Linked DNA regions of Mus musculus: regions 1, 2, 4 and 5 are each linked to region 3. Evidence: chromatin contacts called from public promoter capture Hi-C data. All regions are on one chromosome and are shown on one strand. Each heading gives the region's core, a stretch centred on a gene start, on an enhancer-like site or on the middle of the called end of the contact. The rest is flanking DNA. Distances are from core to core; before and after follow the strand shown. Region 1 holds the start of Cfap97 (cilia and flagella associated protein 97). Region 2 has its middle 4.9 kb from the start of Slc25a4. Region 3 holds the start of Fam149a (family with sequence similarity 149, member A). Region 4 holds the start of Ufsp2 (UFM1-specific peptidase 2). Region 5 overlaps Snx25 (sorting nexin 25).

The links. Promoter capture Hi-C pulls out the DNA fragments that hold promoters and counts their contacts.
Region 1: a promoter capture Hi-C map of embryonic stem cells shows a contact between it and region 3, with 2.9 times the contacts expected there. The contact joins the promoter of Cfap97 here to the promoter of Fam149a in region 3. A contact is called at or near these places in 7 of 39 promoter capture datasets (the 3T3-L1 cell line, cranial neural crest, embryonic stem cells and 3 more), 1 of 484 Hi-C or Micro-C datasets (cortical neurons), 1 of 115 datasets of contacts at active chromatin or transcription factors (bone marrow-derived macrophages) and 1 of 9 other capture datasets (embryonic stem cells).
Region 2: a promoter capture Hi-C map of liver shows a contact between it and region 3, with 4 times the contacts expected there. The contact joins the enhancer-like site here to the promoter of Fam149a in region 3. A contact is called at or near these places in 4 of 39 promoter capture datasets (hippocampal neurons, liver and pre-B cells) and 1 of 484 Hi-C or Micro-C datasets (cortical neurons).
Region 4: a contact with region 3 is called in a promoter capture Hi-C map of liver, with 3 times the contacts expected there. The contact joins the promoter of Ufsp2 here to the promoter of Fam149a in region 3. A contact is called at or near these places in 16 of 39 promoter capture datasets (the 3T3-L1 cell line, 3T3-L1-derived adipocytes, cranial neural crest and 8 more), 1 of 484 Hi-C or Micro-C datasets (olfactory sensory neurons) and 5 of 115 datasets of contacts at active chromatin or transcription factors (bone marrow-derived macrophages, embryonic limb bud, embryonic stem cells and 2 more).
Region 5: a promoter capture Hi-C map of hippocampal neurons shows a contact between it and region 3, with 3 times the contacts expected there. The contact joins the enhancer-like site here to the promoter of Fam149a in region 3. A contact is called at or near these places in 7 of 39 promoter capture datasets (the 3T3-L1 cell line, cranial neural crest, embryonic stem cells and 3 more) and 1 of 9 other capture datasets (embryonic stem cells).

Annotation. Positions count from the first base shown.
Region 1 is chr8:46,160,878-46,165,767 of GRCm38.p6, forward strand. Cfap97 (cilia and flagella associated protein 97) reads left to right here and starts at 2,774. Exons shown (of 5, transcript NM_025747.4): 1 at 2,774-2,872.
Region 2 is chr8:46,213,485-46,218,467 of GRCm38.p6, forward strand. No RefSeq gene overlaps it. Among named protein-coding and RNA genes, the nearest start is that of Slc25a4, 4.9 kb to the left of the region's middle. Within about 2 kb of position 3,602, at least 150 of the 459 cell types and tissues checked have an H3K27ac peak or open chromatin away from gene starts, as enhancers often do. A contact at or near this core is called in cortical neurons, hippocampal neurons and liver, where this site is marked.
Region 3 is chr8:45,380,818-45,386,131 of GRCm38.p6, forward strand. Fam149a (family with sequence similarity 149, member A) reads right to left here and starts at 1,474. Exons shown (of 14, transcript NM_153535.2): 1 at 336-1,474. The coding sequence starts at 943.
Region 4 is chr8:45,972,782-45,977,879 of GRCm38.p6, forward strand. It overlaps Ufsp2 (UFM1-specific peptidase 2), which reads left to right and starts at 2,747. Exons shown (of 12, transcript NM_138668.2): 1 at 2,747-2,807. 1700029J07Rik (RIKEN cDNA 1700029J07 gene) reads right to left here and starts at 2,471. Exons shown (of 7, transcript NM_001033148.3): 1 at 723-2,471. The coding sequence starts at 822.
Region 5 is chr8:46,037,038-46,042,425 of GRCm38.p6, forward strand. Snx25 (sorting nexin 25) reads right to left here. Exons shown (of 19, transcript NM_001372342.1): 15 at 4,280-4,397; 16 at 1,418-1,484. Among named protein-coding and RNA genes, the nearest start is that of Lrp2bp, 29 kb to the left of the region's middle. Within about 2 kb of position 3,429, at least 14 of the 459 cell types and tissues checked have an H3K27ac peak or open chromatin away from gene starts, as enhancers often do. A contact at or near this core is called in hippocampal neurons, where this site is marked.

The DNA of each region.
Region 1 (4,890 bases), core at 1,524-4,023, 780 kb after region 3:
TGCTATGAATCTAGATGTACAAATATCCAAGATGCTGCTTTGAATTCTTTTGAGCATATATCCTGAAATGTAATTGCTAGTTCATATAATTCTATTTACTATTTTCAAGAAAATACCATAATTTCCTATCCTGCTGTCTTATGTATCAACTGTGCAAAAGGCTTCCAATTTCTTTGAGTCTTATCCATCTTGTTGTCTATTTCTAGTTTTTGCAACAGCTACTTCTAAAATGGTAACTCTCCAAGTGGGGCTAAAATGAACCTCATTGTCTGACTTTGTATGCTTGGTGTGCAGGTACAGAGCAAAGTACCACAGTGAAGCTGTGGTTCTAGGGTAACTTTGTGAGCACAGGTGTGTCATAGAAAAGTTGTGAGGTTGTAGCCAGTTTTTTACTTCCACTGTGGAATCTAGAAGTTCTATTCAGGTTGTCAGGTTGCCTTTGGAATTACTTTGTACCAGTTGTGCTGTCTCCGTGGCCTTGAATGTTTTCTTGTGTTCTGGGATCTAATTCTAGTCATCTGGCAAGCACATTTACCTACCAGACACGATCATCTCAAAGGCCTTCACAGATTTTGATATGCAGTTCCTTAATGGGTAGTGTCTTAAGCGACTTTTTTATTGCTGTGTCAAAGCAACGTGACCAAGGCAACTTATAAAATAGAGCAATTAGTTGGGTTCCCAGTTTCAGAGGGTCAGAGTCCATGATAGCAGTGCAAAGGCATGGCATGGCAGCAGGGACAGATGACAACTCCCTTCTTAATCCAAAAGCAGGAGGCAGAGCAGTAGAAGGCTTTTGAGATCTTTGCCAAAGCTCACCCCTAGTGCCACACTTCCAACAAGGCACACCTTACTCCTTCCCAAACAGTTCCACCAACTGAGGACCAAGTATTCAAATACATGCATATAGAGGTTATTTTCGTTCAAATCATTTTTAGTGAAGTCCCTGTGTTTTCTTGTGTTGTTGGCTATTTGTATCTTCTTTGGAGAAATGTCTACTCAAACACTTTATATCTACCCTGACAGAATATTTTTTCATTAGTTAAAAATTAAGTGAAATACTGTCTTTGAGCCAACAAAATGAAGAAAAAAAGTTTCTCTTTGTTAATAATCAGGACCCCAAAAATATAAAATATATTGTTCAAAATAAGAGTCCTTTCTTGAGTCTGATGGCTGTGGTTGTGATCACACACACACACACACACACACACACACGATTAGACACCTAGACACTTAGTGAAGCTCACCTCTGGGTGTGTCTGGAGGGCATTTCCAGAGACATCATGTGGGCTCTGATCTCATCAATGAAGTGACCCTTGATGGATTCATAATATGCTGGCATTATTAGCAGGTGGTGATAGGGAGGAGGTGGCGCCTAGGTGGAAGAAGGTCACTAGAGGTATCTCTAGCATTATACCTTGCCCTGGCCTCTTCCTGTAGGCCAGATTCTCCAGTCTTATAATTCCACAAACTGCTGCTCTGTAGTGCCATGAAGGACTGAACCCTCTCAAAATGTGAGTCAACACATCTTTCCTCACTGTGTTAGCTATTCTGTCATGGCTCTGACAAACAATACACTCGTAGTCCCTAGGATATAATGTTAAGTTTGTGCTTGCTTCCTTAGTACCTTTATTTAAGTGCTGAGAACTTATTATGGCTGTAACAAATTACTACAAAGTTAGATGTATAAAACAACTCATTGATTTGGATTAGGGAGCTGTGGAGGTCAGAAATCTAAAATCCAGGCATATTTGAGTTCTTTCGGGGTAGAAGCCACTTCTCCCCTCTTTTCAGTCTTCCAGAGATGCATGCATTCTTTGGCTCATTGACTCTTCCACACATCACTCAACTATTTTGTGTCCCAGCTCCTACAACTAACTGGCTTGGAAGCTTTTGCCTCTCCCTTTTATAGGGATTTATAGTGGCTGATTACACAATGAGCTCCTGGATAATGTAAATTTAATTGCATCAGCTAAATTCTTGTGCCAGATAAAGTAACATATTCGTGTACTCTGGTGATTAGAGGATAGAGATCAGGAGTGTACTGCCATTCCTGACCCTTAGATGTGTCAACAAGAAATTAAGGCACTCAACCGTCTATAGAGATCATTTTTTATATTGCTTAAAGTGGACCTTCACCATCAGAAGGGCCATCCTTTATGGGTTACCTGCCCCGGTGCATATTAACTATGCTTGAATTTGAAATTTTTTCCTCCTTTGACACGGGCCTCACGATATAGCCCTGGCTGGCCTGGAAGTCACTATGTAGAACACAGGGATTCCTCTCCCTCTACTCCCAAGTGCTGAGACCAATGGCATCCGCCACCAGGACTGGTTCGTGTAAACAGCGTTTTGCTGAAATAAAATCGAACAAAACACACAGTCGTCCTCCATTTTTATTATTGTCATCTTGTTACAGAATTACAAGATTACAGCGTCTTTTTAGGAAACCATCCCGGACGTCTAGACCTACCGCAGCGTCGTGGGTAGGCGAGCAGGTGATGCCCTGGACAACAGGGAGGCCTTGGTGGCCTCCTTTCCATGAGCCTCCGAGACCTCGCGAGGTCCTGCCGAGAAGCTGTCGCCCCTGCAGCGCCGGCCTGATCACTTTGACCGGGTCTCCCGGAACTACGGACGACAGGAGCGCAGCCCTCACCCTCGCCGGCAGAGACTCGGCTCCGCGCTCGCCCCGCCTTTCCCCTTCCGCTGAGTCCAACCCCCGGAGCTTCCGCCCGCGCTCAGGCGTGCGCCGGTCTCCGTTAGCTTCTACCGCGGGGGAGGGAGAACGGTGGAGGTGTGGCTGCGCGTGCGCAGAGCGAGCGAGAACCCGAACGCTCCGCGGGGCGCAAGAGTCCGTGGCGGCCACAGTTCGCAGGTGAGCGGCGCTCGGGCTTCCGCATCCGGTCGGTCTCCAGCGGGCGAGACGGCCCTCCCCTGCGTTCGGGGTCCGTTTCCCCGGTTCAGTGCCCGACGGAGGCGAGCACCCGGGGTGGGTACCGCCGAGCCTCCACGGTGGGGGGGACACAGGCTGTCCTCAGCCCTAGGCGCCGCCACCTCGGCCTCGCTAGCCCGCAGGGCGAGCGACGTGGTAACCGCTATTAAAAAAAAAAAAAAAAAAAAAAAAACGATAGCCCGGCCCGCAGGACGCGAGAGGAGGCGTGGAGTCGGGGTCCGAGCCCACGGCTGCCCCTCTCCGGGCGCTTGAACCCGAACCCACAGCTCTGAGGCACTGAGTGTGAAGAGGCAACCGACTGGGGTCCTGGAAGAAGCCCCAGACTCCTGAAAACCAGGTGTTCAGTTTGAGCCAAGATTTTTGTATGCTTAATTTGGTGCCCTATTGTGTCCATATCGACAGATAAGGACTTATCTCAAATGTACAAAATGCCGTTTTTAATGACAGGTTATTCGAGTATTCTTTCTGGTGTATTGGGAAAGCGCTGTTATTTCTACTGCTAGTTCTGCATAAGCTAAAACATCACTCTCCAAGTAACTTCCAGGTAGCTTTGACAGCAACCTGGCTCGATCCACCAGAGGGTTGTTAGAGTCTCATGAACCATCCTTTGATTTTTATCCTTCTCCCGTGTGTTGTAAGATAATCTTAACGATCCTATAAAGCTACAATTTTTCTTGCCTATTCCCGAATGTAAGTTGAATTAGAAGCAACCTTGATGTAAATTTTGGCAAAAGAATCGTTAATGAGGGAGATCGTCCGCTAAGTTTTCCTGGAACTTAAGTTTGTGTGTGTACAGCCACTCTTGCCCAATAGAAATTCTGACTATAAACACCAGAAATTTGACATACACTAGGCAGTGGGCCACCTCTCCAGCGGAGAGAGGGACATTATCAAAATACGCTGGAAACATGATGGTTTTATTCTGTTTACATAGGAGGCAGAGTAAGAACCTGGGCTGAGCCTTAAATCTCCAGACCTCTTTGTGGGATAAACCCAACTGTTGTAGGTCTTTTTCTAGACACTGGATGTATAAAGGTGAACAAGAAAGACCTCTGGAGCGCCCAGTCTGGTAAGAGTGGCTATACCTCCACCTCCTCCTCGCCCCATCCTCTCCTCTCTCCATCTTTCTCCAGAGCTCAGGTGATCCTCTTAATTTGGCTTCACTAGTAGTTGATTTATAAGCACACGCTATAAGGGGTCCAACGCTAGCCAGTCTCGTGAGGAGACTCCCGTAGGCAAAGTTTTAGACAAATCTCTTCCCGTTCTGCTCTTGGACCCCTAGAAACTAATTAGACGAGACAGCATCAGTGTGGAAGACCACAGTACAATTTCCTGTGTCCTTCATCCGGTGCCATTCACCGTCTCTTTTGAGAAATGGCCTTGTTTGGCCTAGAACTCACCAAGTAGAAGACTGGCTGGCCAGCAAGTCCTTAAGGATCCACCACCTCAGCACCATGTTTACAAACACACGCCAGCGCCCTCTCCTCCCCCCAACTGGAGCACTGGAACTATTTAAGCTTTTCTATCTCACCCAACCTACTTCTGAATAAACCTAAGCATACACTTCAGTAAGATGTCACATGTCTGTTAGTCAAGATGTACTACTGTTTCTGAGCAAACCATTAATAACTTCTGTTACGATGATGACTGCTTTTTTCTTTAATAAACTTATTGGGGGACACACTCATTAGTACTTGTGGAGGTTGGGAGGACCAGGGCTTAGTTCTCCTGTTCCATCCTGTAAGTCCCAGGAACCAAACTCAGGCTGGCAGGCTTGGTAGCAAGCACCATTACTGACCCAGTGATCTCAGTGGTCCTAAACTGACTTTTCGGTTATGGCTACGATTCTGCAAACTATCTCATCATTTAGTGATTTTTTTTTTTGTCTAGTATGAAATTCTTCAATTTCAAGAGATTTACGTTAGAGCTCGTACAATGTA
Region 2 (4,983 bases), core at 2,352-4,851, 830 kb after region 3:
CATGACTGCTCCTAGGTATGGTGGTTTATTGTGGATGAAAGGAAAGCATAGACCCTGAGCTAGTGGTGTGAGGAGAGATGAGAGGGGAGAGCTAAACCAAGAGGCCAGGAGGGTAGAAGGGAAAGGGGACAGGTAACCAAAGTAGTTGGATTATATAGGGAAGGGCAGCTGGGGGAAGGGCACCCCAGCCCTGGGGCTGGAGAAGGCCAGGGTATGCCAACCAGAAGGAACCTGTAACAGATGAGGACTGAAGGATCCTGGGAGAACCTGGCAGCCAGGTCTGCTTCGATGTGTTAAATGGGCCCCTCCGATGGCCTTTTGTCCACTGTAGACCTGTAAGATCTAAATGAGGGGGCGGGGCAGGGAGAGAGGCAGGGAGAAAGGGAGAAAGGGAGAAGGGGAGGGAGAGGGAGGGAGGGAGGGAGGGAGGGAGGGAGGGAGGGAGGGAGGAAGGAAGGAAGGAAGGAAGGAAGGAAGGAAGGAAGGAAGGAAGGAAGGAAGGAAGAAAGGAAGGAAGGAAGGAAAGCAGGCAGGCAGTCAAGCCAGCCCAGACTTGCATTAACATTGAAGCCCTTGAGTTTCTTCTGTTCTGTTGGCTATCTCCTGCTGAGCCTACTCTTAAGAATGATTTGCTCCCTGGTGAGACTCCCTTAGAGAAAACTAACATTGATTTCCAAAGATTCCATTGAGTTTCTGCTCTGTTGGCCATCTCCCGCTGAGCCTGCTCTTAAGAGTGATTTGTTGCCCCTAGAGAAAACTAAATTTTCATTCGCAAATGTTTAAGGGATGGTAGGTAGTGTGTGCTAACATCTCCTTTCAGCTCTTGGGCCCCACCCAGTGCAGACCCACTCAGGCCCTGTGCTTGCTTTTGTTCTCAGAGAGTTCATATGTGCATTGGTCATGTTAATTTAGAGGAGCCTCCTTTTTTTCTTGGTGCCCTCCATCCCATCTAGCTCCTACATTCTTTTTGCCTCCTCTTTCAAAGAATTTCCTGAGCCCGAGGGGAGGGATTTGATGGAGACATTCCACTTTGGGCTGAGTGTTCCAAGTTTGCTCACTGTGCTTATTTTTGGCTTGGGCCTCTGAATTTTTCCCCCATCCACTGTAGGGGGAAGCATCTCTGGTGGTGGATGGCTGAATAAAGTCCAGGTCTATGATTACAGCAGAATGTCATTAGGAGTCATTTTCTCCTAGGCCATTAAGTCTCCAGTTCTTGGTCACCCAAGTAGCATTGGGTATGATCCCATCTCATGGAGTGGGCCTTACATCAAATATTGGCTAATTGCTCCCCCAAGTTTTGCGCCACAAGCACTAGTGTATCTTGCAGGCAGGTCACCATTGTAGATCAAAGGTTTTGGAGCAGGGTTGGTGCTTGCCTTTGGTAGTGTGCAAGAGGACTTTTCTAGTAGCATGAACACGATTTCTGCAGGGATGAAATCTCTAGTTAGGCACCAGCTAGATGTCTCTGAGTTCAATAGAGATGTTGCTTATTTTTATCGATGAAAAAACAATGTTGCTACTTAAACACTCTTGCAAAACCTTCGTTTACTTTGTTTCCTTCTAATAGGATCCCAAAATAGAATGGATACATTGAGTATTTTAAAGGTTTCGTAGCTCTTGAATAAATTCAACAATTATTCTTGGGCCACTTAGATGGATCAGCAGATCAAGGTGCTAGCTGCTAAACCCGATGATCGGAGCTTGATCCTCAGGCCCAGTGTGGTAGAGGGAGAGGTCTGATGCCTGAAAGTTATCCTCTGATCCATCACTACCACTATTACCACCACTACCAGCTCTCACACATTCCCCTAACTAAACAAAATAAATAACTCTTGAGAAATCAGAACCACCAATAATACAATGTGGTCTTGCTCATCATAGATCCTACTCCAACACTGCCCTAGAAAGAACATCTTTTAGTCGCTTGTGGCATTTCATGAGTTTGTGATGAAGTTATGTGTATGCTATAGAATGCATTTTAACTTGGCAGATTTTCTTTTCTTTCTTTTATTTATTTATATACGTGTGTGTGTGTGTGTGTGTGTGTGTGTGTGCGCGCGTGCGTGCGCGCGCGCGCAAACTTTTAGTCTTCCTTGAACACTGGCACAAAAGCATTTATATTAACAACTATATACTTGAGACAATAAATATGTTGAGTAATTTTAAATTTTGTTTCTTATTTAATTTTTGTTCTATCATGTTGTTCTATTAGTATTATTTTATGTAGCTATAAACAAATTTATACTATGCATATTAGCATAAAATATTTTTTCCTTTTTAAAAAACTTTTTAAAAGATTTATTTATTTTATGTATATGAGTACACTGTCATTGTCTTCAGACACACCAGAAGAGGGCATTGGATTCCATTACAGATGGCTGTGAGCCGCCATGTGGTTGCTGGGAATTGAACTCGAGACCTTTGGAAGAGCAGTCAGTGCTCTTCACTGCTGAGCCATCTCTCCAGCCCTAAAATAATTTTTCTGTAAACAGATTATTGACTCCTCATAGGTATATTAGTCTATTTTCTTCTACTCTGGAAAAAAACATTTTCAGTTATTGTTAATACATCTAACACATGTTTATACCTGCTGGCACATACCTTTAATGCCAGCATTTGGAAGGCAAAGGCAGGTGTGTCTCTCTGTAAGTTTAAAAGGCCAGCCTGGTCTACATAGCAAATTCCAAGCTAGTCAGAGCTTCATAGTAAGTTAAAAAACAATGAAAAAGCATTATGCTAAGGATATATGGATCCAATTTCACTGTTCTCTATAGCATTTTGGATATCCCAGCATCATTTTTAAAAAAAGATATATTGATTTTTTACATATATCGGTGGATCTCTGTGCACCACATGCATGCAGTTCCCAAAGAAACCAGAAAAGGGTGTCAGAACCTCCCTGGAACTGGAGCTAGTTGTGAGCTGCCACACCGGTGTTAGGAACAGAACCTGAGTCCTCTGGAAGAGCAGCCAGGCTTCTAACTGCTGAGCCATCTCTGCAGCGTCCAACATTAATTATTAAGTAGGTATCTCCTTCCCCTATTATTTGTCATTAGAGACTAATTCTAGTTTGCCATACACTAAGTTATGCAATGGCTTAAAATTAATGAAATATCTATAATTATGGTTTATTTCCTTCTTGTTGCTCTTTGGGGGGAACTACAAACAAGAGATTTAAAAAAGCTGATATGTCTGGACTTTTTGCTATTAAGCTGTTCTAGGACTAAAACAGTACTAGGAAAAATTTAACGGACATTTAAACTGAATATAAATAAGCCCCTTAATTAATCAATTAATTAATTAATTGTAAATTCAGGAAGCATGTCATCTTCGTTGCATTCATCAGAATTTTTGCTATTTTCTGAGTAGGAGCACGTTTCTCCTCCCTCCGCTCCCACCCCACCCCACCCCATGTAGTAGGAGGAGCATAGCTGGAATCAAGAGGCTTTCCACGGAAGCCCAGCCGTGTCAAGCTTGTCCATGTGGATTTTCTCAGGAAAGAGAGGCCTCAGATGCCCTCCGGAGCAGGGGCAGCCTGGAATCACAAGACTCGGGTATCGCTTACACAGAGCAGCGAGAGAATGGAGCGAGGCAGAACACGTGTCTCCCTCCCAGCCTGCCCCGGTGCTCCGTGGCCCTCTGCCAGCCTAAGAACAGGACAAAGCATCCAGATATGACAGGGGCCCTGCTCTCTAATGCTCATGATGTCCTGGAGGTCGGGCAGCGGCAGCAAGCTCTGTAGAAAAGACAATCAAGTATTGAGCTGTCTTTGGGAACTGAGAACAGCAAAGATCCACCAAATAAAGAAAAGCCAATTGCTAGCACAATACCTGTGAGCCACTGTGACTTTCCAGCTGCACAGAACTTCCTACGCGCTCAATTTGGCATAAAGCAAATTAGATTTATTTGTTTGTTTGTTTATTTATGCATTTATGCATTCGTGCATGTGCACAGAGGACAACTTGGGTGACGTTCGTTCCTCGGGTGCACCTACCTTTTTTTTCTCTTTTGTAAGGGTCTCTTGGTGTCCAGGTTTTCCATGCCTACCTGCCTTTTCTTTTTTTTCTTTTTTCTTTTTTAAACACACATCTGGGAGTCAAACTCGGGCCACAATTGCAAGGCAAGCACTTTTACTGACTAGGTTCTTCAACACCCAAAATATGCTTTGACTGTATAGGACTATGTGTGAGTTGTTGAGTGCAGACCAATGCTAGGTACTAGACACAGTCACATGCCACACTGCTCTAGACACAACAAGAGAATAAACACCTTCCCATGATTCTTGCTGAGAGTAGCTTCATGATTTCAAGCTACAATATGCATCATAAAACATAATGAGAGTTTTCTATAATTGTCTATAGGTAAAGTCCCTATTAGAAGACATGCCCCCCATGACAATACAGGACTTAGAAAATAGAATCAACCAAAATGCTTCCATTGAAACTACAGTAAGCATCTTTTTTCATGTTTATTTTTAATTTTTGTTTTTGTGTGTTTGGCAGCAAGAGGTGATGGGTACCAAATGTGTGCAGCAACTAGAGCTACAGGTAGTATAAGCTGCCTGATGGAATTGCTGGGAATTGAACTCAGGTCCTCTGGAAGAGCAGTAACTACTTTTAACAGCTGAGCCATCTCACCACCCCCTGCCTTTTTCCTCCCTTATAGCTGTAGAAATGGTTCACTCTCTACCTCCTCCTGTAGTCATTTCTCTTTTGCTTTTCTCCATCAGAATTAAAATGGCACAAATCAGGTCCCCCTTTTCACCTTCCTATCAGCATTATTGACTGTTGCTTCTGGTCCCCAAATGCTCTGCAGGGCACTGATGATGCAGAATTCAGAAGGTTGTCACTGCCTGGGAAGGAAGCCATAGGAGGGATGCACCAGCCATACTGCCTGAAAGGCTGAGCCAGGGGACGGGACATGAATCCACATAGAAGTTGTGGTTGTGTTTTGGGATGGTCTTCACTGTGATACAGCAACAAC
Region 3 (5,314 bases), core at 224-2,723:
TTAACCATTGCTGCTCTCCAGTAGAGCGGGTTGCCTGGACACCTGGTGCATTCTGTCGCAGAGAAAGGTGCTTGAAAATAAACAGACTCGTGAAAATCATGCTCACTGTCTAGGGTTCAGTGCTTCGGGTAGCAGAGACCTAGCACACAGTCTGTCCCTTCCCTCTTTTTCTCCCTTGATCAACAAGAAGTTTACTGTGAGGATGTTAAGGGAAAGTTTCTCATAGTCTATGTTGGAAATGACCAGAAAGCCTGGGAGTGGGCGGAGTGAACCCGGGAAGAGATTGTGGCAGGCAGAGGGTGGAAGTCAAAGTTGACAACACTGTTGCTACTCACCCTTCTGGGTCATCCTGGGAGTCGCTGTCCGAGGTCCATTCCTCGCCAATGTCAGGCAAGGTGAAAAACAGAGTTTTGGGAACCGGACCCGGGGCCATCCATACACTGGGCTCTCGCTCTCCAGGAGCTCGCAGCTGGCGAGGGTTCCGTGGACTTGATGCTGTGACGCTGTTGCTGCCCAAGGGGATGGTGACAGAAGGCAGGGTCGCCCAGTCAACCCCTGGGCTGGGTAAAGTCACTGAAGCCACTGAGCCGGCAGAGCCACTGTAGGGGGTTAAGGGCGGTGCTATGGATGCTCCTGAGCTGCTGGGCAGAGATCCGGAACACCCTGTTGCTTCTACCCTTTGAGCAGCTGCGGAGCTCCTGGGGTGCGAGGCAGGGAGCGGAGTGTGCACCGGGGTGAAGGGCTCCCGTGAGGCCGCGGTGTCTGGAGGCAGAGATGGGAGCAAAGTCAGGGTCTCAGCCTCTCTAAGCGACGTGCTGGCGCCGGAGTCTACTGATCCTGTGGCCGCCGCGCCTCCAGGGTGGCTGGAGACTGCCGGGGATGCTGTTGAGAGCTTGAAGATCTTGGCAAACAGAGACCCCAGGTCCAACACAGCGACCTTCATGCCTTGGTCCTGGAGAGGTTACTGTGACTGTCGCCGGGAGGTCAAGGACACCAGGTGCTGGTCTGCAGGGCTCCATCCACCACCCCCTGCAGCGATCTGGATCAGATGGCTCTGGGGACGAGCAGAGGGTCCTGGGGTCCTGGCACACAGCTTCCTCGAGGCTTCTAGGTCTTTTTTTCCACCCACAGGAATCCGTTGTTTCAGCGTTTAGTTCCTTATGGGTCTGACAGACCCTCTCCAATGAACCCACAGATGTAAAGGCGACAGAGGGAGGCTGGTTACCCTCTGCAAAGAGAAATCCCTCCTGTCCCACAGTGTAGTAAGATGTTCAAGGGACCAGGGGCACAGAGCTCAAGGAGAGGACTAGTGTTGGATGCACGGATTATGGGCTAAACTCGCTGGAGATTCTCTGGCTGGCCCCTGGGGCTGCACAGGCGGTTGCTAAGCTAAACAAAACCCCTGCTAAGCTCTCTGCTAATTGGACTCCAGGCTGTAGCTGGGCTGTGTCCACAATAGAAACACCAGCTCCCCTCCTTGACTCTTGCCTTAAAGAAACAGTCTCAAATTTCGCCACCATCCTTACAGCTTCAGGCTGCCCAGGAGCTACTAGGACCTTGAACATAATCCCTGCAAGCGGACCCATCGGTTCCAGAATGTTCTGGAACTCATTCGACTTGACAAGTTCAAATATACCATGCTCATGATCATGATCTTTGATGTGAGAAGGGTGAGCAGGAAGGTGAATTGAGGGAATATGCTTGAAATGGGCTCCACTTTGTTTACCCCAAGATTTATTTTCTGTCCATCACTGAAGATGTCAAGATATCTTATGTGGAACAAATGGCATTACACCTACTTTGATTTTATATATGTATGAGCTGAGCTATGGTTATTTTTATACCTTCTGGTAAGCTTTGCATCTCCGTTTGTTGTAACTATGACAACATTTAAAAACACTTTTAATGAGGGGATCTCTACACTACCAACTGAAGACCAAGCCTCTAGCGCATGAACCTGGGAGGGTGTTTCTTTTCAAACTGTAACATAATTGGAACATCAAGCTTTATGTTTTCCCATAGGCAGCTCATTTTCTACCTATCATATTGAAAATGGCCCATGATCTCATTAGTGTATCCTACCTGGCAAATAAACATGTCAGAAGCACCTTTATAGAATTTCAAGACTCATTTAGCACTGAGAGACAAGGAGATACAGTGTTCTTGAAGTACAATAAAACTAACAAAACAAAACAAAACAAAACAGATACTTATCTATCTCAGGTTGTGACTGAGATAAGCCCTTAGACACAAGTGTAGCACATGACCACCATCTCAGTCAGCATCACCTGGGAGAAAGCACAGCACCTGCAGAGGGGGAGGGGCAGGGGGAGGGGGAGAGAGAGGGTGAAAGAGAGAGAGAGAGCTCTGGAGCAATAAGGCTCCATCTAATCAGATTCTGGGACTAGGAAGAGTATGCAGTCGTCAACATGGAAAGCTTGGAAGGAAGGATCTGGATGAGGGGAAGGGTGAGTGAGTGCCAGACAACCCCAGGTCAGCAGTGGTGGACCCTAGAGACAGAGGTGCTGGGGACAGACCAGAAAGGCTGTGACGACTGTAGGACAATGAAAGGCTATCAGAAGCAGACTGGCATTGGCCAACTGCCACTTGCCATGTTCTTGTCATTCCCCTGTGCTGCAATTTGCCAGATGGTCCCCAAGCTATGGAACATATGTCAGGGCATTCAGATACTTCACATAGCTCCTCAGGCTTGCAGTAAATGTTATGTGAATGGCTGGTCCCTTGTCCTTACACACACACTCTCTCTTTATATGTAGATATAGATATAGATACAGATACAGATACAGATACAGATACAGACACAGACACAGACACAGACACAGACACAGACACAGACACAGACACAGACACAGACACAGACACAGACACAGACACAGACACAGACACACAGACACACAGACACAGACACACAGACACAGACACAGACACAGACACAGACACAGACACACACACAGACACAGACACAGACATAGACACAGACACAGACACATATATATACACAGGCACACATACACAGACTCATATAATTCCTACAGTAATATTTCTGAATCATAGTTGACCTCAACTGAAACCATATGACAAAAAACCTGGGTGACAGGACCATAATATAATTAAGTTCTGATGAAGTCATTTGCATGGACCCTAAGCCAATGGGACAGTATACTGTGAGCAAGAAAAGTGACATGGGAGAAAACACCCTAACCTCTGTGGTGACAGATATGTGGACAGTCTCAAAACTACTGTTCAGGTGGTAGAGGGAGAGAAAAATCCTGACTTCCAGGTTTCCAGGGGATCCGAGCTTTGCAGATACCCAGTGTAGGATTTGTAGCCTGCAGAAGTGTGCTACGTGAAGCCATCCTGACGTGGCAACTTGTTATGATAACCCTAGGAAACTGTTAGGGGATTGCTTAAGCAAAGAGGAGCTTTTCACCATCATCGTATTTTACTTGTGATTCTAGAAAAGTATTCAGTGGCCACATTGGCTCTAAACAGCTGGCTATAAATTCAAGTGGTGATAGCAACTGTCTTTAATCCGTAGAGAAAGCGACAGAAAGAGAGAAGGCCCATGGAGGAAGGTCCCACTGCTAGTTAACTAATGACTGTGGCTTTCTGAAAAGCTAGCCCCATAAACAAGGGGCAGTGGATGAGTGATTGACCCTTTTGTTTTTGCAGACACTGCTTTGGAAAAATGATCTGTAATTGCACCCATAATAAACCCTTCTAAGGAAGCCACTGGGTCTCTTACAGCCATTGTTCATCCATCAACAGCTTTGTAGACACATGTGAGATGTTACCAGGTTAATCCTTAATTACCAACAGCATGCAGTTTTCATGACACGAGCCTTAGGTGGTGGACCATGATGCTCTAGCTGAAGCTGAAGAATAATGCAAAGAAAAGAAATGATTCACGGACTAGGACTGTACTCATTTTAGACAGGCTGTTAGTAATGTTAAAGTGTTTAGTTTTAAAAATCGTATTTTGATTAGCTAAGAACTTGGCTTATTTTTCTTCTGTCATTTAGCTCTGACATGGAGAAAATACTAGGGAACTATAATAATGTTTCTATGAACAAATTTTATGTTTTGGAAATTTAATATTTGATCAAAACAAACAAGAGTAACTAATTTGTTTATGAAGTACCTGTCTCAAATAGGGACATCTTCTGGGAGTTACATTTCTTTATAGAGATCACTAAGCAGAGCTTAAAAAGTAAAGAAAAACTCCCAGCTTTAATTGAGCTAATTCTTCTTTTTGTGACTCCAGGTTACATTGATTAATCAGAGACAAAGCAGTATAAAGAAATTATAGCTACATTCACTTCTAAGCTCATTCAGTGTTGTACAGCTTGAATGCTTTCAATGGATGTGTCTATTTATTTTCCATGATAAACACAAATTTTATCAAGACCCGGGAAAAATTTGCTTCATATTTGATTAAATTTGTTCTACTAAGAGGAAAATATTAAAATAGGAAGAAGAGAACAGGTTTCAGGTCAACAAGCTGCATGCAGATAGAGCTTATTTGTGGATCACAACAGTACACACTGGGTACCACAGTAGATACAATGTAGCAGAGAGGACAAAGGACCAGACTGGAGAGCAGTCCAGGTGCACTGAGTCTCACATCATAATGAAAGCCCTTACCAACACAGCCTTGATCAGCATGATGCTTAAGTTGCTCACAGAACAGAAAACCCATCCTTTTTTTTTTTTTGTTTCTGACACTGCTGAAGTTAATCAACGCCATCAGAGACCCAAGACCTTTCTCTCCTTTTTGTTGGCACACTGTCTAGGTGTTAAGCCACCACGCATCTTTTCTTAAATAGCTCCACTGAAGGTAAGAGAAAGATTTAGTTCACTGTATCTTTGGGAGAGCAAAATACTTGCCAGAAGTTTCTTAAGCTAGCATCCATTGTCCATTAAGTCTCACGGTCAAGAAAGAGACCCTTCCTGAACTAATGGCGAGTGAAGAGAATTAACATGCCCAGCTGCAACCCCAAGCATCTGAGGAGGGCTATGCTGCTGCTCATCCTGCTACTTGAGCAGTCTAAGAAAAACAGAGAGGTTTGCAGTGTAGAAGATAAGCAGGATCCTGCTCTAGACAAAAACCCCTTCATGATGCATTCAGTCTGATGCACCAGAGAAAATGCTTACCAACATAAACACTAACCCAAGTCAGACGGTCCTTCTCTTGAGAAACTGTTATTCACACATTGAGTAGCTAGGCATCGGTTATTATCAGATGTAAAGGGAAACCACTGATTGATTCACAGCCCCCATTATTGTCTGACCC
Region 4 (5,098 bases), core at 1,497-3,996, 590 kb after region 3:
AAAGTTTTTTTAATAAATGAAAGTAAAGAAGCCCTGTAAAATGAGCTTCCCACTCTTAAACTAAGTTCTTCCTAAGTCTGCTGCACTAACACAAGTTGTCACAATATACGGTAGAACTCAATGCTCTAAAATATGTACCATTAAAGAATAAATACTGCCAGGCATGATTGGCATATACCTTTGATCTCAGCACTCTCTCTCTCTCTCTCTCTCTCTCTCTCTCTCTCTCTCTGTGTGTGTGTGTGTGTGTGTGTGTGTGTGTGTGTGTGCGTGTGCGTGTGCGTGTGTGTGTGTGTGTGTGTGATGGCTTGAATATGGTTGGCCTAGGGAGTGTACTAGTAGGAGGTGTGGCCTTGTTAGAGTAGTTGTGGCCTCGGAGTAGGTGTGGCCTTGTTGGAGAAAGTGTGTCATCCTGGGTGTGGGCTTTAAGACCCTCACCCTAGCTGCCTAGAAGTCAGTCTTCTCATGTTTGTCTTTGTAACAAGAAGTAGAACTCTCAGCTCCCCCTGCACCATGCCTGTCTGGATATTGACATGCTCCTATCTTGATGATAATGGGCCAGTAAGCCAGCCTCAATTAAATGTTGTCCTTATAAAAGTTGCCTTGGTCATGGTGTCTGTTCACAGCAGTAAAACCCTAACTAAGACAATATGTATGTAATCAAAATCTTTGTATTGGAAATATATGCTATTCAAGTATTTTAAAATACCAAAGATACTCACGATTAAATGGTGACACATATTTGTCGCCCACAGTGATGTATTCCATCTCACTGAAGAGGCCAATCCTCTCCATATCTGTTTTCCCACCTTCTATCGGCATGATTGCTCCTTGGGGTGGTAACTTCACAAAGGTTCTTAGATCTTCTTTTGCAGCAAAATCCTACTTTACACTGAAAACTACAGGAAATTAATTTTAAAGAAAAGAATGATTATTAAATATCAAACTATTTATTTGCCATTATTTTAAGTCTCTGGATTGGTTGGTTGGTTGACTTCTTTTACGTACCCGCACAAGCCCCATCAGATAGGCTTGTGCATAGCTTTTGTGAGACCAAACTAGGAACAATATACTTTGCAGGTTAAAGTTTTTGTTTCCAGTTAAGACAGTTAAGACTAAGCTCCTGTTCATCCTGTACAGGCTACGGTTTCTATTTGTAGTTAAAGAATACGTTCCTGTTTGTCCTGCGTTAAGTGCTTCCAAGTTGAGATTTCTCCTTGTAATTAAGGACTGATCCCTGTTTCTTAGATAGGATGTAAACTGCAAAATGTCTTTCAACCAACACTAAACTTGCTACCCGATTCACATGATGTAGGAACATGACCTTGTTCCTTCCCTTTCACATTGTTCTTTGGTTTTGTTTTTACAATGTATAACAGCCAACTCTCTCAGTCCGGTGAACGATCTCTCTCTCTCTCTCTCTCTCTCTCTCTCTCTCTCTCTCTCTCTCTCTCTCTCTCTCTCGTGTAAAAAGGACCTAATGAGGCTGCCGCAAGGGGTGCTCTCAGAGTGAGACAGCCAGCAGGCTAGTACGGGCACACCCCAACACACAGCTTGCTTTAATTGGACAGTCATGGAGTTGGTCTCTTCTCCTGGAGATTCTCCGCTTTAACACCTTCCCAAGCTTCATTAACAGTCATCTTATATCCGTGGTTTGGCACCCTTTATTTTCCCCAGTGAACTGACAGCTAGGAACCATGAACTGAGTTTCAATCTCCTTCACCACATTCTTGAGGCAACGCTGCCCAGACTGGAATGGAACTCCTGGAATCAGGGAACCTCTGCCCTAACCTCCGGAGCGGCTTGAACGACAAAACCCCTTTAGTTTTTTACCATTGTCGCCCCAGCGCTTGCGGCCAATGCCTTCAACTTTGTCCCTACAATAAACTCTTTAAGTAAAACTTACAAAGTATTCATTCACACATTTACGCAATGTTTTTTGCAACCCTCTCCTTCTGGTCAGGTAGAAGTAGGAAAACAGACTTTAAAAGGCATAAATTTTGGTTTATAATCACGTAGACACGAAAATCGTGGGATTCTACCCAAGTAGAATATGGCAAGTTCCCTTCAAAAAGTTTGGCTAAGAAGGTTCCTCTGTTACAGCCCTGTCCACTGCATCCTTGCAATTTACTCAATAAATTCTTTTCTACGCCAGGAAAAAAAAAAAAAAAGTTTGGCTAAAAGGGAGAAACTGCAGAAAATAAATGGACTGATTGTCTAAGTTATTCCCTCTAAGGAAAGGTAGCTTGAAGTAGGCAGGTAGCTAAGGAAAACCCATGTCTGCGAGGCCGAGTCACCTCTCCAAAAGACACCTAATCCCACAACCAGAATCAGATGGACCCTGCTCCGGTCGGGGATCACTCCACAGCAGAGCCCGAAGAGCTCGAGGCCACGCGCTTGGCCGGGGCTCCAGCCTAGAGCGCAGCAGCAGAGGCGCGCGCCGCACAGTTCCGCAAGCTGCCGCTGGCGCATGTTAGGCCGCGTTGCCGTGGGAACGGGAGAACCCTTTCCCAACGTGCTACTGTAGGCCCTCGGAACGTTCGAACCCGCACGGCGCGTCCACGAAAACGGAAGAAAGGCCATAGAATACGTAAGTCTCAGCCAATAAAATCTCTCGAAACTAAGCCTTCTGTTTCCCCGCCATCGGCGAATAGTTTCCCTGTGGTACGCTCCGTGATGGTTGACGCGAAGCATTCTGGGAGTTGTAGTCACCTGTCGGAGCCCCGCAGTCGGCGGGCGTGACGTCACTTCCGGGACGACCCTTGCTTGCACGAAGTAGGTGTTCTTGCCATCGCCAGTGGTGCTTGGTAAGTGATTCTGGTTGTCAGTGACCTCCCCGTATTTACCCCTAGGACTTCGTCAACCGTTAGGAGAATGGCTCCAGGCCCCTAAAAGGAGCTGCTCCTGAGAGGCCAAAAGTCGCGGTACAAACTATCCTCACTTGGATCTCTTGGGTGATCTGGTCACCAGCAGCACCGGGTCATGCGACTCTCCGGGTCAGTCAGTGCATCTTGACAGTAAGGCACTATTTGTCGTATTTAGAAGCTAGCTAAAAGAACTTTTGGTTTTGAAAAGATAGACCTAACTTCCTTAAAATAGTCTTCTCCCTTCGCTTACGTGGCACAGAACTCTCCAGCTTCCCCCTTCTCCTAGCTCAGCTAAGTCCTGCCATCTGTACCGCAGATGATAATCTTCAGCTTACACCCTGAGCTTTCTCTCCGAACCCAATTCATAAGTCTAGTCAACTGCTTCCACTTAAATAAATCATTCAAACTCAGCAGTTACAGAGCCGGCTCATCATTTCCTGTTCTCCCCGCACTCTTCCTTCAGAATTCCCATTCGATAACCCAGCTCACCCCTCCTTGTGCCCACCAAACCCTTGACAAACTTGCCTCATCTCAAGAACAAAGTCAATAATCAAGTCTGGGTTCTACTTCTGGCTGGCTGTATTAAAACCTTCTTTACCGTCCTTGAGCTTTGTCCTTGCTGTCCGTCCATGGGTCATAGTCTAAGTGATCTTTTGCTTTGGTTTTAGGACAGAGCCTCACAAAACCCAGGCTGTCCTTGAACTGGCTACACAGTCAGGAATGACTTTGAAATCCAGACCTTCCTGCCTCTACCTCCCAAGTGTTGGGCTTACAATCGTATACATCAGCCTTCCTACATGTTGTTTCAATTAAGCGAACCTTCACCAATTGGCCACTGTGCTTAGAATGGGCTTACACACATAAGAATACCTCTTTACCTTGGAAAATTTAAGGCTTCTTTTATGGGCTACTTACCTGCCCTTCGAATTTCAGCTTAAATATTACATCTTCATAGAGTATCTTGCTTTAAAAGCCTAAAGAGACCCTGGCGCTTTCACATATGATTGCTTAAAGAATTGTCATAACAACCCTGGTTGAAGTACCATATCTTTTCCCCATTTTTTACAGAAAAGAATAGGCGTGACTGATTATGTTAAGCAGAAATCTTATTGTATAAGTACCCGAGTTAAACCTTACTCTTGCTTGTCTTTTCTTTTTTCTTTCTTTTCTTTCTTTCTTTTTTCTTTTTCTTTCTTTCTTTCTTTCTTTCTTTTTTTTTTTCAAGACAGGGTTTTTTGCTTGTCTTTTCAATCTTCAGTTTATGTAAGTATTTTTCTTACTCAAATGGTAATGTTGTTCTAAATTTATCAAACTTCTCACTGGTAGTTCTCACAGTATTTTCCAGTTTTGAGGGGTTTAGTTTTTTATGATAAACAACAGAATGAATGGACAGCATTATTAAACTTTTTGTTGTTCGCTTAGAATGAAGTTAATGGAGTGAAATTGGGACATGGTGTAGTCTTTGAACAGGTTACATAAAAGCTGTCACTCTTGCAGAGATGTGACAAGAAATTTACAAAATAAAAAACTGCACCGGCACCTACTTCATAATGTTCTGACAATCAAAGGTAATATATGCCCAAGGTTCAGTCATTTGAAGCCTTAGGAGTCAGTTCTAGCTCACTTGTTCCAGAATAGGGTTTGTCTGAGGGATTCATTGCTGTGAACAGGCACCATGACCGAGGCAACTCTTATAAGGACAACATTTCATTGAGGCTGGCTTACAGGTTCAGAGGTTCAGTCCATTATCAAGGCGGAAACATGGCAGCATCCAGACAGGCATGGTGCAGGAGTCGCTGAGAGTTCTACATCCATCTGAAGGCTGCTAGAAGACTGGCTCCCAGGCAGCTAGGACAAGGGTCTTAAAGCCCACACCCACAGTGACACACCTACTCCAGCAGGGCCACACTTTCTAATAGTGCCACTCCCTGGGCTAAGCATATACAAACCGCCACAGGGTTCTTCTGTTAGTGTCTTTTGGGTTGCTGTAATAAGACACCGTGCACATGACCAAGAGTTTAGTTGGCCTTATGGTTCTGGAGTTAGTGCCTATGGTTCTATCATTAGTGCCTATGGTGACGAAGCAAAGCCATGACTTGGTGAAGCCTCTGGAGCAGCATATGAGAGCTCACATCTTGATCTGCAAGCAGGAGGCAGAGAGCATCGTGGGAATGGTGGGAGGCGTCTGAAGCCCGAAGCCAGCCTCTATGGCACACCTCTTATCCTTCCCA
Region 5 (5,388 bases), core at 2,179-4,678, 660 kb after region 3:
TTGGAGCAAATAAAGCCTGTGAGACCAAGGTGGTCTTAAGACAAGAGGCTGACAAACACCATGACTTGAATTTTATGATGTACTGGCGTCCGTGGGTGGCAAACAGCATGTGCCAGAGGTTCTACAGTCCCTGCCATGCAGCAGGCCCACTGGCATGATCAACCCCTCTCCTGCAAGAGGCTCCTCAGGCTCCAGGCAATAACTCGCCACTCCCAGCTGCTCATTTTGTAAGCAGGAGCCACTGTCAGCAGAGGAACATGGAAGAGCACATGACTGGTTGAAACTGACAAGGAAAATACATTCACAAGCTCAAGTATGAGGGCACGAGGACACTGGGGATTTCTTTATCTAAAGCCTGTTGATTCTAGTCACGTTTTCCCAAGATAAAAAAAAAAATGCACTAAATGGGCTCTTCTTCCAATCCAAGGACATGAAATTAAATAAGCAAGCCTCTGACAGACAACCTGAACTATTTTTTTCTTAAATTTAGAAATAAAACAGAAGTAAATGTTTGCTGTGACCACCAGGAATAGGTATAAATCAACAAAAAAAATAAGCTCTTGTTATAGTATTTCCTGAAAGAACTGTACAAGCTTACACAATACAACTGTCATTAACATCTCACCAATGCTCAACAGTAAATTATTCTCTTGGAAAACCAATACTTTCACCTCAAAACTTTCTTTACTGTATACAAACTGGTTTACTTTGTAAATGTTTAGACATTCACTCACACCTCTATTCTGCAGAAACCCTAATGATAACCTCTTGAAGTTATTTTATTTTGGATAGTTAAAGCACCTGACAGTGGTAGCACAGAGATAACATGAACAGGGCGAGGCCACTGGACAAGAAGCCAGGTTAGCTCTACAGAACAGCACAGGGCGAGCTCGGGAAGCCACCCTGCCATCTCTTCATTTATCTCCAGCCTCTGAGATGGGAGCCGTGCTGATCTCTGAAGCTACCTCTGACGGCTGTGGAAGGCGTGCGCTCCCAGCTGTGAGCAACATCAATAGCTTCTTAGGAAGTAATGCTGGCTGACCATTGAGTTCTCATGCAGACCAGAGCTTTGCGAGTGAACGCCAAATGTGGAACACTTTATGGACGGCTCCAAACTGTCCTATAGGAGATTGCTTATGCAAATGTATTATATGAATGGATACTGCGGTGCAGTTTAGAGCCAGCCCTCCACACATGAAGAATTGACATGCTACTGCGACTCTCAAAGTGAATGCTGGAACTAGCTCAAATGTCTGTCATCTGTTCACCATGCATGTGCTTCCTCACCGGCTCAGCATTGTATCAGGATCAAAAGACAAACGAAGGACATTTCTACTTAAATCTGTCCATAAAGCTGCCGTACTGTAAGGCAATTCAATATTCAGACAAAGGGTAATGGTAATTTGGAACAACTCACTTGTTGATGGTTCTTCCAAACGTGACCTGAACAAGAGCGATTAATGTTCTTCGCACCCATTTAAACACTAAAATATAAGACAGAAGAAAACATTTATCTCAGGATATTACAAGTGTCCCAGTTTCACAGCTCAACAAGGCAAACAATCTTGTCCTTTGATTCCATCTGAATCTATGTATTGATCACAGGACCCACTTTCTGGAGACTGGGTCTGAGTTAGCATACTCCTGCTCAGGAAACTCTGACCAAGGTTTCATTTTTCAGTAGGCAAATGAAGAGGTGAGAGTTAAGAGGACCCCCCCCCCCCGCCTTTTTTCTTCTGCCTACAGAAGAGCTGAAATAATACTTTACTTCCCATGCCATGCCCTGGGCTGCTGATAGCATGGCTGGTCACCACAGCAGACAGTGCAATTCCTGTTGTACATTTCTGCTTCCAATTTTCTAACAAAGGATCCTCAGGAGAAATGTCTGTATTCGAATGTTGACAGACATTAGCAAATGTGAATAAAGTGATGCCCTGACTGCTCCCTTGGAGTGCTCTAGTCTGTTCAACACACTGTACAGTAATATCTCATGTGCTTAAATGGGGGCAAGAGATGAGAAGTTTAAAACCAGAGTCCTGAATAATATGTGAATTATTTTCTTGCAACACCTTCCAGAGCAGTTGGGCATACATCACCTTGCTGAACCTCAGGCCCCTCATCTGGAAGAGGATGAGATTAAAGTGGGCCTGTGTTACTCTGTCCCTGTGGGGTTTGATAGGTATGCCCACCCCACCCCCCATAGACCCATGTGTGGCTTGTTGGAGAAGGCGTGGCTTTGCTAGAGGAAGGACATCACTGTGGAAGCAGGCTTGAGGTACCCTATGCTCAAGCAGTGTGACACACAGTTTCCTGCTGCCTACAGATGAAGATATAGAACTCTCAGCTCCTTCTCAGCACCGTGTCTACTTGTGTGCCACCATGCTTCCCATCAGGATAATAACAGAGTGCGCCTCTGACCTGTACGCCAGCCCCAATTAAATGTTTCCCTTTAGAGGAGCTGCTCTGATCATGGTTCTCTTCACAGCAATGAAACCCTGATTAAGACAGTCACTAAGGGTATTTTCTGTGCATGAGGGGTTCTACCTGTCATAACTTTTATTACTAACATAGAGACATTTTACAGGTGTAGAATATTAATGTAAACAAAAAAAGGAAAAAAATGATATTTTTTACATTCATAAATTTTAATATAAAAGTTTTAAAAATCCACATTTCCATCTCTAGCCCCTGAATGTTTGGCTACTAGCACAATGATAAACACAGACTTGGCAACAATGGAGCCAACAGTTCAGGCCTTCTGGATCGAGTAGGGAAAATTAAAAGGAATAAATTCCCAAAGGCCCTCTCCCAAGGGTGATTACACAAGAGCAACAACTGGCATAGACCCAGCAGTAGACCAAGGTATGTAAGGGTATTCCTAACTACTGACTGAGCCTCAATGCCTAGTTAAAAACCTAACCACCCCCAAATAAAAGTTAGGGTCTGGATTCAGACCCATGCTTCAGAGATGCCTGGAGCCTCTGTATGGGATGTATGTAGATGTGTTTATTTTAGGCTGGCCTTTGGGCTAGAATGAACATTTCTGTTCATGACGATAGCTTTGCTTGGCCTTTCTAGGTCAGGAGAGAGGTAGTTCTTAGCCAGCCGGTCTGATCACAACTGCCTGACAGTTGAGGATTTAAAATAAAACTGTGTCTTACTAGGTCCTTCTGTACACCGAACACAAAGAAGCAGCAGACGTTTGCTGGGCTCCCTCCCATCACTGGGTCTCCTCACCTAGAACTTGCCCTGTCTCCTCATTCCCAGCCCCCACCTGCCCAAATGCCCCCTTGACGCCTATTAAAGCACGTCTGTTCAAAGCACGGTGGCCGCTGCAGCAGCCACCCGAGGCGTCTGCTGATGGCAAATGCATCCTGTCTCGTTATCAAGGCATTCTATTTATTCCTCTCGGAAATGTCATTGACAAAACCAAACATGCTCTGAGCAGACGGTCAGCGGAGGATGAGCAGGCTAAAATGCCAGCATTTAGCATCCTCCTAGGGCTGGGACTGGCTCTGATGCAGACACAGAGTGTTTTCGTCTCTTGGAGGTTATGGGAAAGAAGCTACCAGGTAGGACGCTGCATTCTCATTGTTCACCCTCTGTGGCAAATGGGAAGACGCACAGATTTGTGGACAAGATTTCATTGAAGAAAGAAAGACTGAGTGTAATACTATTGTTTTCTGACGAAACTGAATCAAGTTAAAGATCAGCGACCATTTTAGAAGAATCTAAATTACAACAAGGCTAAAAAATCTTTCATCTGAAAGAGTTTAATATTTGACTAATTTCTTAAGCAGTTTAACTAGCCTCCATTTCTAAAGTTTATTTACTCTATAACTTTAGTTACTGAAACTATTCTACACTCAGCCTTCATATATTATACATCTTATACATTTATAATATATGATATATATCCAAAACACTACCCTGGCATCAAAACTGCATCTTTAATCACAGGCTATGCAAATCATTTTTTGAGTAAGTTCTGGTGATGAGACAATGAAACTATACTGAGCCACACGAAAAGAGTTCAAAGCATTGTCTCTGTTTTAACACAGAGGAGCACAATGCTGAGTACAGCAGGAACCCAAGTCTCAGGAATATAGAAGTTCTCTCTGTCCTAAGGCTGTACCTTCAGCACCAAGGATGAAGTGTAACACCTGAAGCATCTTTAAAGTGCATCTTGGATGCATGAACACATGAGTACAGATACATTTAATACATGCTGGAAGCAGAGCAATGATCAATAAATCCCACTGCCATCAAAGAGACTTACTTCCTCGAAGTTCGAAAATCTCCCCGATCAGCATGAAACACGGTTCAGCCAAGGAATCCTTCTTCCCGTCCACATCATCCCCGTAATCGGACAGGTCGCTGTCCTCTTCTATCTCCTCCTGAGGGACAGGCAACATCGCAGACAGCAGGTCACGAACCCAGGAAAGTGTAGTCGGTTCACGTACAGACCCCAAACTCCCACTTCCACCCTACCCTTATTCTATCAGTGTCCAACCTCAGGGGACAGCCTGACTCTACAGCCAGATTCAAAGCTTGAAATAAGCTAACTGGGGTTGGGGGTGGGGTGGGGCTGGGGAACACTCTTTAAATAATCAGGGAATTGTAATACAGTTTCCCAGAGATGATGAGATTTTTTTTTTTGCATATTGACTTTTAACCAAAATGTTTTTTAATTCACTGCTCTTAAAAATATGCACATTTTAAAGTAATTGAGATATTTTTAAAGTTCTCCTTCAAGCATTTCCCATACACTTGAGCTAGTCTCACTTCCTGATCTACATATTTCAATTCAAACCTTCCTATATGCCAGGCACCAGGCTGGCACACTTGAGTGCAATGAGGCCAGACTCTCAGTGGCTGACAGTGGTCTATGGAGACTGACATACAGACATGGCAGCTTTCACAGGGCAGGATGAAGAGCTCCCCAAAAACCAAGCAGCTGAGAAGGCAGCTGGAGACTATTGTTCTAGTGTCTCCAAAAATCCCAAATCTGAACGTAATAACTCCAGAGCCAGCAACGGTTCCATCTTGTTGGGTCACTGGCCACAGAGGCCCTGTGGACACCCCCTGAACATCACAGGCTATGCTAAGGCTATTGGCTAGTCACCACAACTCGATGGTCAGGCCCTGTTGCTGAAGACCACACTCAGGTCCCTGAACACAGAGAGGCTGAGCTGGCACCTGACTAGAAGCTTCACCACTACTGACTAAAGTTTACTGTGTGGAGAGGTCCTCTGCATGATACCAGACAGAAAGATAATCATCCGTGTGACTCAGCTACAAACCCTGAGATCCACAACAGTAACCTGCCTGCAAGACACATTAGTACAATAGTGGTACAACTGCTACAAGAATAACCAACCATTATTT